Linked DNA regions of Mus musculus: regions 1 and 2 are each linked to region 3. Evidence: chromatin contacts called from public promoter capture Hi-C data. All regions are on one chromosome and are shown on one strand. Each heading gives the region's core, a stretch centred on a gene start, on an enhancer-like site or on the middle of the called end of the contact. The rest is flanking DNA. Distances are from core to core; before and after follow the strand shown. Region 1 overlaps Vps50 (VPS50 EARP/GARPII complex subunit). Region 2 has its middle 50 kb from the start of Gm52885. Region 3 holds the start of Gng11 (guanine nucleotide binding protein (G protein), gamma 11).

What was found. Promoter capture Hi-C pulls out the DNA fragments that hold promoters and counts their contacts.
Region 1: a promoter capture Hi-C map of the HPC-7 cell line shows a contact between it and region 3, with 3 times the contacts expected there. The contact joins the enhancer-like site here to the promoter of Gng11 in region 3. A contact is called at or near these places in 6 of 39 promoter capture datasets (the 3T3-L1 cell line, the C10 cell line, the HPC-7 cell line and 3 more), 2 of 484 Hi-C or Micro-C datasets (embryonic stem cells and group 2 innate lymphoid cells) and 1 of 9 other capture datasets (embryonic stem cells).
Region 2: a promoter capture Hi-C map of the HPC-7 cell line shows a contact between it and region 3, with 4 times the contacts expected there. The contact joins the enhancer-like site here to the promoter of Gng11 in region 3. A contact is called at or near these places in 7 of 39 promoter capture datasets (the 3T3-L1 cell line, the HPC-7 cell line, cranial neural crest and 2 more), 1 of 115 datasets of contacts at active chromatin or transcription factors (embryonic stem cells) and 1 of 9 other capture datasets (pancreatic islet).

The regions. Positions count from the first base shown.
Region 1 is chr6:3,511,348-3,514,325 of GRCm38.p6, reverse strand. The region is part of intron 2 of Vps50 (VPS50 EARP/GARPII complex subunit); the gene reads right to left. Among named protein-coding and RNA genes, the nearest start is that of Vps50, 14 kb to the right of the region's middle. Within about 2 kb of position 1,510, at least 57 of the 459 cell types and tissues checked have an H3K27ac peak or open chromatin away from gene starts, as enhancers often do. A contact at or near this core is called in the HPC-7 cell line, where this site is marked.
Region 2 is chr6:3,618,809-3,621,867 of GRCm38.p6, reverse strand. No RefSeq gene overlaps it. Among named protein-coding and RNA genes, the nearest start is that of Gm52885, 50 kb to the right of the region's middle. Within about 2 kb of position 1,252, at least 24 of the 459 cell types and tissues checked have an H3K27ac peak or open chromatin away from gene starts, as enhancers often do. A contact at or near this core is called in the HPC-7 cell line, where this site is marked.
Region 3 is chr6:4,002,503-4,005,408 of GRCm38.p6, reverse strand. Gng11 (guanine nucleotide binding protein (G protein), gamma 11) reads right to left here and starts at 1,422. Exons shown (of 2, transcript NM_025331.2): 1 at 998-1,422. The coding sequence starts at 1,093.

The sequences.
Region 1 (2,978 bases), core at 261-2,760, 490 kb after region 3:
ACCACGGACAGTAGGTGCTCAACTTGTGGGGTGGTGAAACCCACACCACCTGTGGAAGACAGGCAGCCTCCACCCATTAAATGCAAATATAAAGTGAGAAGGATGAACTAGAAAGAGAACTCAGAGTTTTCTCATAAACCTCCTTCCCTTAAAAAGGCACTGGCATCTCAAATACAAGTTTCAAGAGTGTGATGTCACCTAAGCACCACAATCAAATAAATGCAGTTGGTACCATTCAAAAAGAAATGTTGAACGTTACTAAATTGGAAACTATCATTTGTAGCTAGCTAAGTCCAAAACCTCAAAGGCGTGCAATGATCAAGCGACCCTCTCATCTTCAGGGTGTAACTAGCACATTACAGCACACAACAGCATGTTGATGCTCTCCTGCAACCCAGGACAGGCGGGCTGACCTGAAGGCAAAGACACTCCAGCTTTAGTTGCATCTCTACAACCTTGGAAATTTGATTTAGCCTCTTCAAACCTATTTTTTCATCCGCTTTAAAGTTATTAAAATTGCCAAAGGGAAAATGTGATTTCATTTAAAAATCTCACAAATGTACATTTCAAAAATATGATGGGTTTATAAAACCATTACAATCTGTGTAAGCATACAAAGGTCAGATGCCAGTCCTTCCTAGAGATCTATTCAGTCAGCATCCGAGAGCACGAGGAACCAACATGGAGCACTTCATACTCTAATGGGACAATCCTAAGTGAAGGGCAGAGACAAATGGAGCAAGGCAGGAAAAGGCAGAGCATACAGTGAGGGCCTCTCAACAACCAGCATGCCTCAACCTTAGGCTTAAAAGCCATCTTATAGTAAAGACACACTAAGTGCATTCCAGTTTATGATTAAAACTCTGTTTCTCAAGGATGCGGCTATACCCTCCTTGTAACCATAACTACAAATGGCTCCCTTCTGCCCGGTCCAGGAATGGCAATCATAACTTTGTTTCAAAAATTAATTACCATCTTGCAACCCTAACTTGGTTTCAAAAGGGTTGTTATGGCTACCCTGCTATGACTACCTGTTGTCACGACCACTTGTAATCATGTCTCTGTTTCAGCAGGCCCTTATGGCTAACATGCTATGCTTATGTTCTGTTCTAGTAACCCACCAAATCCTTGATTTAGAAACCCTGCGCTATATACATAAACAAACAAACAAACAAACAAACCCTTGTCTTCCTCACACCCAAGTCTGACCTCTCAATCCCCACCTTAGGAGGAGGCAGCTTGTGTACACAAATAAAAAAGCTTGCTTTAACTAATTGCTTGCTTTAATTAGTTTGGCCTTGATGATTTGTGACAGTGGTCTTTCTCCCGTTAACACTTTTGTGGACCCAGATACCCTGATACATCACTGCATCCCAATAAAACAGCCCTCCTTCCAGCCCATCTAGTGACTTCTCTGTGAAATGCACATCTGAGCTCATTCATACTGCTTGGAAGAGACTGTGTCTCTTGCAGCTGCTGCATGTGCAGCCTGCCAGGCACTGCTTCCTTCCACCTCATCCCTCCCTACACACTTCCTCCCTCAGCAGGCCGCCTGCTTAGTCCCAGCCACACTGGGAACTACATCGTGATGCTGTGCAGTGCCCAGATCCACAGCACTCCAGGAACAATTACAGGGCATTCTGTAATTTAACAGGGAGGGATAGTCAAAAGAAATATGAGACAAAGACAGTTGTGGTAAGCACCATGGTCCATAAACTCATAATGCTTCTATTAATGAGAAATCACAAAAATGTAAGAGTATTTTCTGTATGTAAATGAGAAAAATAAACACAAACAGCTACACTGCATATTTTAATATAACTGTTGCATAATTTTGCTAGAGTTAAAAACTCACTGCCTAGCATTAGAGATGTACAAAAATATGCAATTCTGTATCTAAAATAGAATCAACAGGGTAGTTCATAAGTATGAGATATTTTATATACAAAATGAACAAAAGACTCCCTATAAAAATTTTAAGGCAAACAGAAAAAACTAGATCCAAATAAAACCCTTTACGGCATATTAAAACATGTTAAGAAAAAAGAGGTTACAATAATGAGATAGGTCAGGTAAATTTTGAAATAAACAGTTCAGTCTTGCCAACTGTTATATTATTAATGAAGTATTTAAGGATTTATTTTATAGTTACAGAGTATAATTAAATGAGTATTAAGATTAGTGCACTGTAAAAGCTCTTTAAAATGTGAAAATCCAAAACTAATTTGCCAACAAGTAAATGCTATAAAAATGCAACAAAACGGTCAGTCACTAAAATACAGAAAATGTACATCAACGCATCTCATAGTTAAAGCTGGAAAGAGACAAAGTCGTGGATCCAACTGCAGACAGAGGAAACGAAAGCCGAGAAAGCACAAGAACACTTGGGCCCACGGTGCCATCACTTAGGCTTGATAGCCTGCTTCACAGGCTCTGATACCGACCCTCGGTCAGTGGAGCCGCATGGAGCAAATGTTGATTTTATTCTCCACATGTAAAACTCTCCTCCACAGCACAGCCAGGGCTGAGTAAAAATCGGCCTTGCCCTCCAGCAGTGACTAAAGAGCCTGATGAACAAATAAACAGCAAGGCCAGCAGAGCGGAGGGAAGAAAGGAGACAAAAGACCAGCGCACAAGTGCTCTCAACCCCAGGGAGGAAAGAGAAATTCAGAAGACAGAAGAACACAGAGAAATCCAAGTTTAAAGCGAGGACCAGAACAAAATGCAATTATGAAATTGTGATGCAGAATCAAGCAATAAAGAGCCTTGATTTGAAAAACAAAAACATGGCATGAAAACACTAGGAAGCCATAAGAAGCAAGGCAACAATTGGGACTTGTAAACCACGGGTATGTACAGACATACATACATGTATAGGTGTTAGAATTATGTTTTCCTCTAATGAAAGTAAATAACATATGCCATTGTACCAGACACAGTATCAAAAGTAAGCATCGATGTTCAATATTTTATTAAGG
Region 2 (3,059 bases), core at 3-2,502, 380 kb after region 3:
ATGGCCATCCTGATACACTGTTAGGGAAAAAAATTCTATCAGGATCGTGTGTGTGTGTGTGTGTGTGTGTGTGTGTGTGTATGTGGGTGGGTGGGTATGTTCCTATGTCTGTGTGCATGCCCATATATATGTGTGCACAAAGCTTTATGGAAACCTAAGAATAACTTTAGTTCTCACCTTCTTTTTATTTTTTATTTATTTTTTATTTATGTTTTGCTCTTAATAGTCCAGAATAGTCATATGCATTTATTAAAAAGGCATGCCAATCATAATTTTTAGTGCACAGGAGAGAGAGAGATAGAGGTAGAGGTAGAGGTAGAGAGAGAGAGAGAGGGAGAGAGAGAGAGAGAGAGAGAGATGATGGTGGTGCTGGTGGTGGTGGTGGTATATGCCTTCAATCTCAGAACTCAGGATACATAGACAGGCAGATCTCTAAGTTCGAGGCCAGCCTGGTCTACAGATTCCAGTACAGCCAAGGGCTACACAGAGAAATTCTACCTTGAAAACAAACCAAGTAAAATAAAATAAAATAAAATAAAATAAAATAAAAATATATATTTTAAATTAAGTAGCCAGACTTACTTCCTGCCCAAAATTCCCTACTCCGTTATTTTGAGCTCCAGGAACAGAGACAGTGTGCCTTGCTCCACTGCTGTGTAAGGATCTACCTCCTGACAACTCTCCCTATAGCGTACCAAGGTAGTAAAGCCATTGTTTTTCATAGATACCTAAATTACAGCACAGTTCTCCTTAAATCTGGAGTTCTCTTGACTTACTTGAGCAATCTGGCATATGACAGGAGAGGTTTGGGTCTCTATTGAGCCATTTGAGACACAGACACAAGGGTGTGGAGACACAAGGGTTTATGTAACTATGTAACGTGTCCAAGTTGGGAAGCCCTTTCCGCTGTGTACTCATCAACAGACTCACCCATTAATGGAGTTAGTGTCTTTGTAATTCAGTTACCTCTCAGTAAGAACATCAGACCAGAGCCAAGACTTCAACACAGCCTCTTAGGAAGGACACTTCATATCCAAGCCATAACCGAAAGATCTGGAAGGGGCTTCTTCCTCGGTAACAGTAATTTCCAGCTTTTGTCCCTAGACATTCTTCAGCTTGGAGCCACAGCTGCCACCTAGTGGTCATGGTGGAAACCACAGGCGACCAGAGAAACCGAAACCAACGCAGTGTACCTTCAAGCTTGGAGTAGCAAGATCACATTTTAGTCATACTCTGTTGCATGTAGCCTTACACATCTTCCCAGTACATCCATGTCAAGGTGGTATCACGTAGCCTCATAATGAACACAGCATCCTGATGACAATGCTAGTGTAAACAATCAAGTAACACCTCCCTTTTTGTTTTGCTTTTATTCGCTGGCTAATAGAGAACATTTCTTTTCGGGTAAGTTAAGTCAGCATACTACCGCTTCTCTGCAGAGAGTTGGGCTGTGATGGCTGCTTTCCACATCAGACAGATTAATTTGTCTGGTACAAATGGCTCCGTGGTTAAGAGCATTTAGTGCTCTTGCAAAGGAACTCAGTTCAGTTCCCAGAACTCATGTCAGTCAACTCACAACTGACTGTAATTCCAACCCCAGGGAACCTGACACTCTCCTCTCTTCTCTTCTCTTCTCTTCTCTTCTCTTCTCTTCTCTTCTCTTCTCTTCTCTTCTCTTCTCTTCTCTTCTCTTCTCTTCTCTTCCTCTCTTTCTCTCTCTCTCTCTCTCTCTCTCTCTCTCTCTCTCTCTCTCTCTCTCTCTCTTTTAATAGAACTCTCCTCCATGGACTTCCATCTATTATTTTTTAATTAGGTATTTATTTCATTTACATTTCCAATGCTATCCCAAAAGTCACCCCCCCCCACTCCCCTACCCACCCACTCCCACTTCTTGGCCCTGGCATTCCCCTGTACTGGGGCATATAAAGTTTGCAAGTCCAATGGGCCTCTCTTTCCAGTGATGGCCGACTAGGCCATCTTTTGATACATATCTTGGGTATTCTAAGTTTCTGGGCTAATATCCACTTATCAGTGAGTACATATTGTGTGAGTTCTTTTGTGATTGGGTTACCTCACTCAGGATGATGCCCTCCAGGTCCATCCATTTGCCTAGGAATTTCATAAATTCATTGTTTTTAATAGCTGAGGAGTACTCCATTGTGTAAATGTACCACATTTTCTGTATCCATTCCTCTGTTGCAGGACATCTGGGTTCTTTCCAGCTTCTGGCTATTATAAATAGGGCTGCTATGAACATAGTGGAGCATGTGTTCTTATTACCAGTTGGAACATCTTCTGGATATATGTCCAGGAGAGGTATTGCTGGATCTTCCAGTAGTACTATGTCCAATTTTCTGAGGAATCACCAGACTGATTTCCAGACTGGTTGTACCAGCTTGCAATCCCACCAGAAATGGAGGAGTGTTCCTCTTTCTCCACATCCTTGCCAGCATCTGCTGTAACCTGAATTTTTGATCTTAGCCATTCTGACTGGAGTGAAGTGGAATCTCAGTGTTGTTTTGATTTGCATTTCTCTGATGCTTAAGGATGTTGAACATTTTTTCAGGTGCTTCTCAGCCATTCATATTCCTCAGGTGAGAATTCTTTGTTTAGCTAGGAGCCCCATTTCTTAATGGGGTTATTTGGTTTTCTGGAGTCCATCTTCTTGAGTTCTTTATATATATTGGATATTAGTCCCCTACTGATTTAGGATTGGTAAAGATCCTTTCCCAATCTGTTGGTAGCCTTTTTGTCTTATTGACGATGTCTTTTGCCTTGCAGAAGCTTTGCAATTTACCCGTTTGCCGATTATTGATCTTACAGCACAAGCCATTACTGTTCTATTCAGGAATTTTTCCCCTGTACCCATATCTTCAAAGCTTTTCCCCACTTTCTCCTCTATAAGTTTCAGTGCCTCTGGTTTTATGTGGAGTTCCTTAATCCACTTAGATTTGACCTTAGTACAAGGAGATAGAAATGGATCAATTCGCATTCTTCTACATGATAACTGTCAGTTGTGCCAGCACCATTTGTTGAAAAAGCTGTCTTTTTTCCACTGG
Region 3 (2,906 bases), core at 173-2,672:
GGGAGTGGGGAGGTTTCGTTGGGGAGGGAAGGTGGGAGAGATAGGGGGATAGGATGGGATGTGGAACTCTGTGGGAGGGCGGACCAACTGGGAGAGGGAAATGACTGGGCTGTAAAAAAGTACAAGTCATAATAATATCAGTCCAAATTTTTCTTGCTCTGGGGAAAAAATTACTTTTCTTCAAATTGAACAAGCTATCCAAAAGTTTTTTTTTTTTCTAAACGACTGGTTGCTTGACAGAGTGGGAAAAGAAGATTAATGTAATCAAGGCGCTTACTATCAACAAAGAATTGAAGTAAAAATTCCAAGTTTTCCATGGAGTTTCAGTGAACACTCCTGGGTATTTTTTCATTGACTGGCCAGGGTGGCCTGGAACTCCTAACCCTCCTGCCTCCACCTCCTAAGTGATTGAAAATTACAGGCATGCACCACCACACCCTGCATTTATTTATTTATTTATTTATTTATTTATTTATTTATTTATTTTACTTTGCAGCCATATCCCATACAGTATAAATGTAATTATGTGTCTATAAGTCAATACAGTAAAGTCTATTAATCATTTAACACACTTCCAAGACAAAATGGAAATTGCATACAATTTGCAAATAACAGAAACTCAGGCAGTGCTCTCAAGTCCCAATGGAGTCAGGATCTTTGCAAAATTAAAGCTAAAATTGTTGGGAGATTTTCAATGTGGTTTTAGAAACATTCTATCATACACCGTCCTTTCCAGAATGGAAGCCAGCTGCCCTTTAAGGGATTGGTTGTCTCCCCTGTTTGGGACTCTGTCTTGATAACATTTGGCTTTAGATTCCTTATTAGTTCCTGGCTCTTCTCACCTTTTGCGATTCCCCCACATCATCTAGAAGGTGGAGCCCCCTTAAAGAGAAGCTCCCAGAAAAAGACACCCACCCCTACCCCTCATCGTTTAATCCAGTAATCCTGACCTTGGCGCATTTCTGAGAGTGAATTCTGAAATAGCCAGCCACCTTACCTGTTGTCTCTGCAACTTGACTTCTTTGCGAAGTTGCTCAACCTCCATCTTCAGTTTTTCCTTTTCCGGCAGATCCTCGATGTGAAGGGCAGGCATCTTTGCCCCAGAACTGGGCCCAGAAGTCACTTGTGCAAGGGAGCCACTGGAAGCGCCTAGAACTGGGACGCTTCCCCAAATACCCGCGGGCCCAGGCTACCGCCCCCCGCGCGCAGGACGTGACTGGCTCGGGAACCGCAGCTCCCAGCTCCCCGGGGGCTCGGCTTCCTGCCCAAGCCTGCTCCCGATGGCCTTTCCCAGACTCCAACCAACTTCAGGGCGGCTTCTCCAGGCCGCAGCAGCCCTGTAGCCAGGCAGTCTGCCTAAATATGGGACATCCTCCTGGCTGCTCTGGGCAGGCTGCAGACCCTGCAGGAACAGGACCAGGTCGCAGCTCTGGGCTGGACTGCCACAGGACTCTTGCCACGCCCGGGGGAGCTGCTGGGCTGGAGACAGAAGTTTTACTTTTGTTCTCTCTCTCTCTCTCTCTCTCTCTCTCTCTCTCTCTCTCTCTCTCTCTCTCTCTCTCTCTCTCTCTCTGTGTGTGTGTGTGTGTGTGTGTGTGTGTGTGTGTCCAACTTAACATCCGGGTTTTGTTTAAAGCCAGGAAAGGAACACTACTCAGCAGGAAATAACTAAGGATCCTTAGATCCTTCACCTCTCCAAGTTTTAAAAATACACAGCATATAACTTTTCCATACACGTAGTGGGGAAAGTGGATATTGGGGAGGAAAAGAAGAGCAATATGGAACCTAGCTAGGTCTCAGAAGTATACAGCAGAATTGTGTTGACACATTCCACGTGGTTTCCTAAAAGCTCAAAAGGCCTTTCACAAAAATATGTTTGGAGGACAGAAGTGGTTTGAGATGCGGGGTGTTTCCTGTCATTAAATGACCATCTGGCTTCTCAATAATAGAGCTTTCACTTTTGGGGAAGGAAGACGTAACTCTGGGAGAATAGAGGACACCCAGAGAAGCCTAACAGAGGCTCAAAATCCCCTCCAGAGTTTCTTCCATCCCCGCAAGTTTTGGGAATACTCCTCTACACGAAGGGGCAGTTTTCTTGCTTTTTAACGTTTTGAATTCCTGGCAGACTTCCTTTCCTGGATGTAAGCAGCAAAATCACTTAGAAGCAGAAGAATCCCTACATTATGAGAACATGGTTCACAGAGAGCAGCCTTGGATAGCCAGGAGAGTCTACCGGGACATACTTAAGCAGGCAATGCCAACCTTTACTGGCTCCGTTGGTCATACTGCTCAAGGACAAGTAAAATATAACGTTTACGTAGGAAACCTGCCCTTGCAGTACTCGACTCCCTGTTCTTCCCAGAGACAACCTCCCAACTCATAGTTAAATGTGGATGAAGAGTGGAGCCATTAACTGAATATTTCAGGGTACCTGACCTTAGATACCCATCATTGTTTAGTAAGCACAAGCTTTGTTTGTGCAGTTTCTCACCAGGCTCTGCTGACTGTCCTCACTGAATATATTAAGATGAAAAGAACAATGGGCTATTTAATGAGTGCTGTTTGGTAGTCCTTCCAACTCTTCCTGAGCCATCATAGCTAAAATTCACTTATGTTTTGTTTTCCCATTTTAAAATTATGAAGTGAAGGAAGAGAGTGAGCTGCTGGGGTGTGTGGTGTCTCTAAGACCTAAATATGCTCAATCGTTTTTGGTTTTGTTTTTGTTTTTTAACAAAGGAAATGTTTAAACGTTGGACTTTTTGTATTTGAAATACCAGAATTTGTCAGGTTGAGAGTTGGACTGTCTGGTGAAGTTTGGCTTCTTAGTGAACTGTCAAGACAAACTCACATCTGTCTGAAGAACCCAGTTGTTGTTTTAAATTCCCTATGTCTTAATGTCAAAAGGT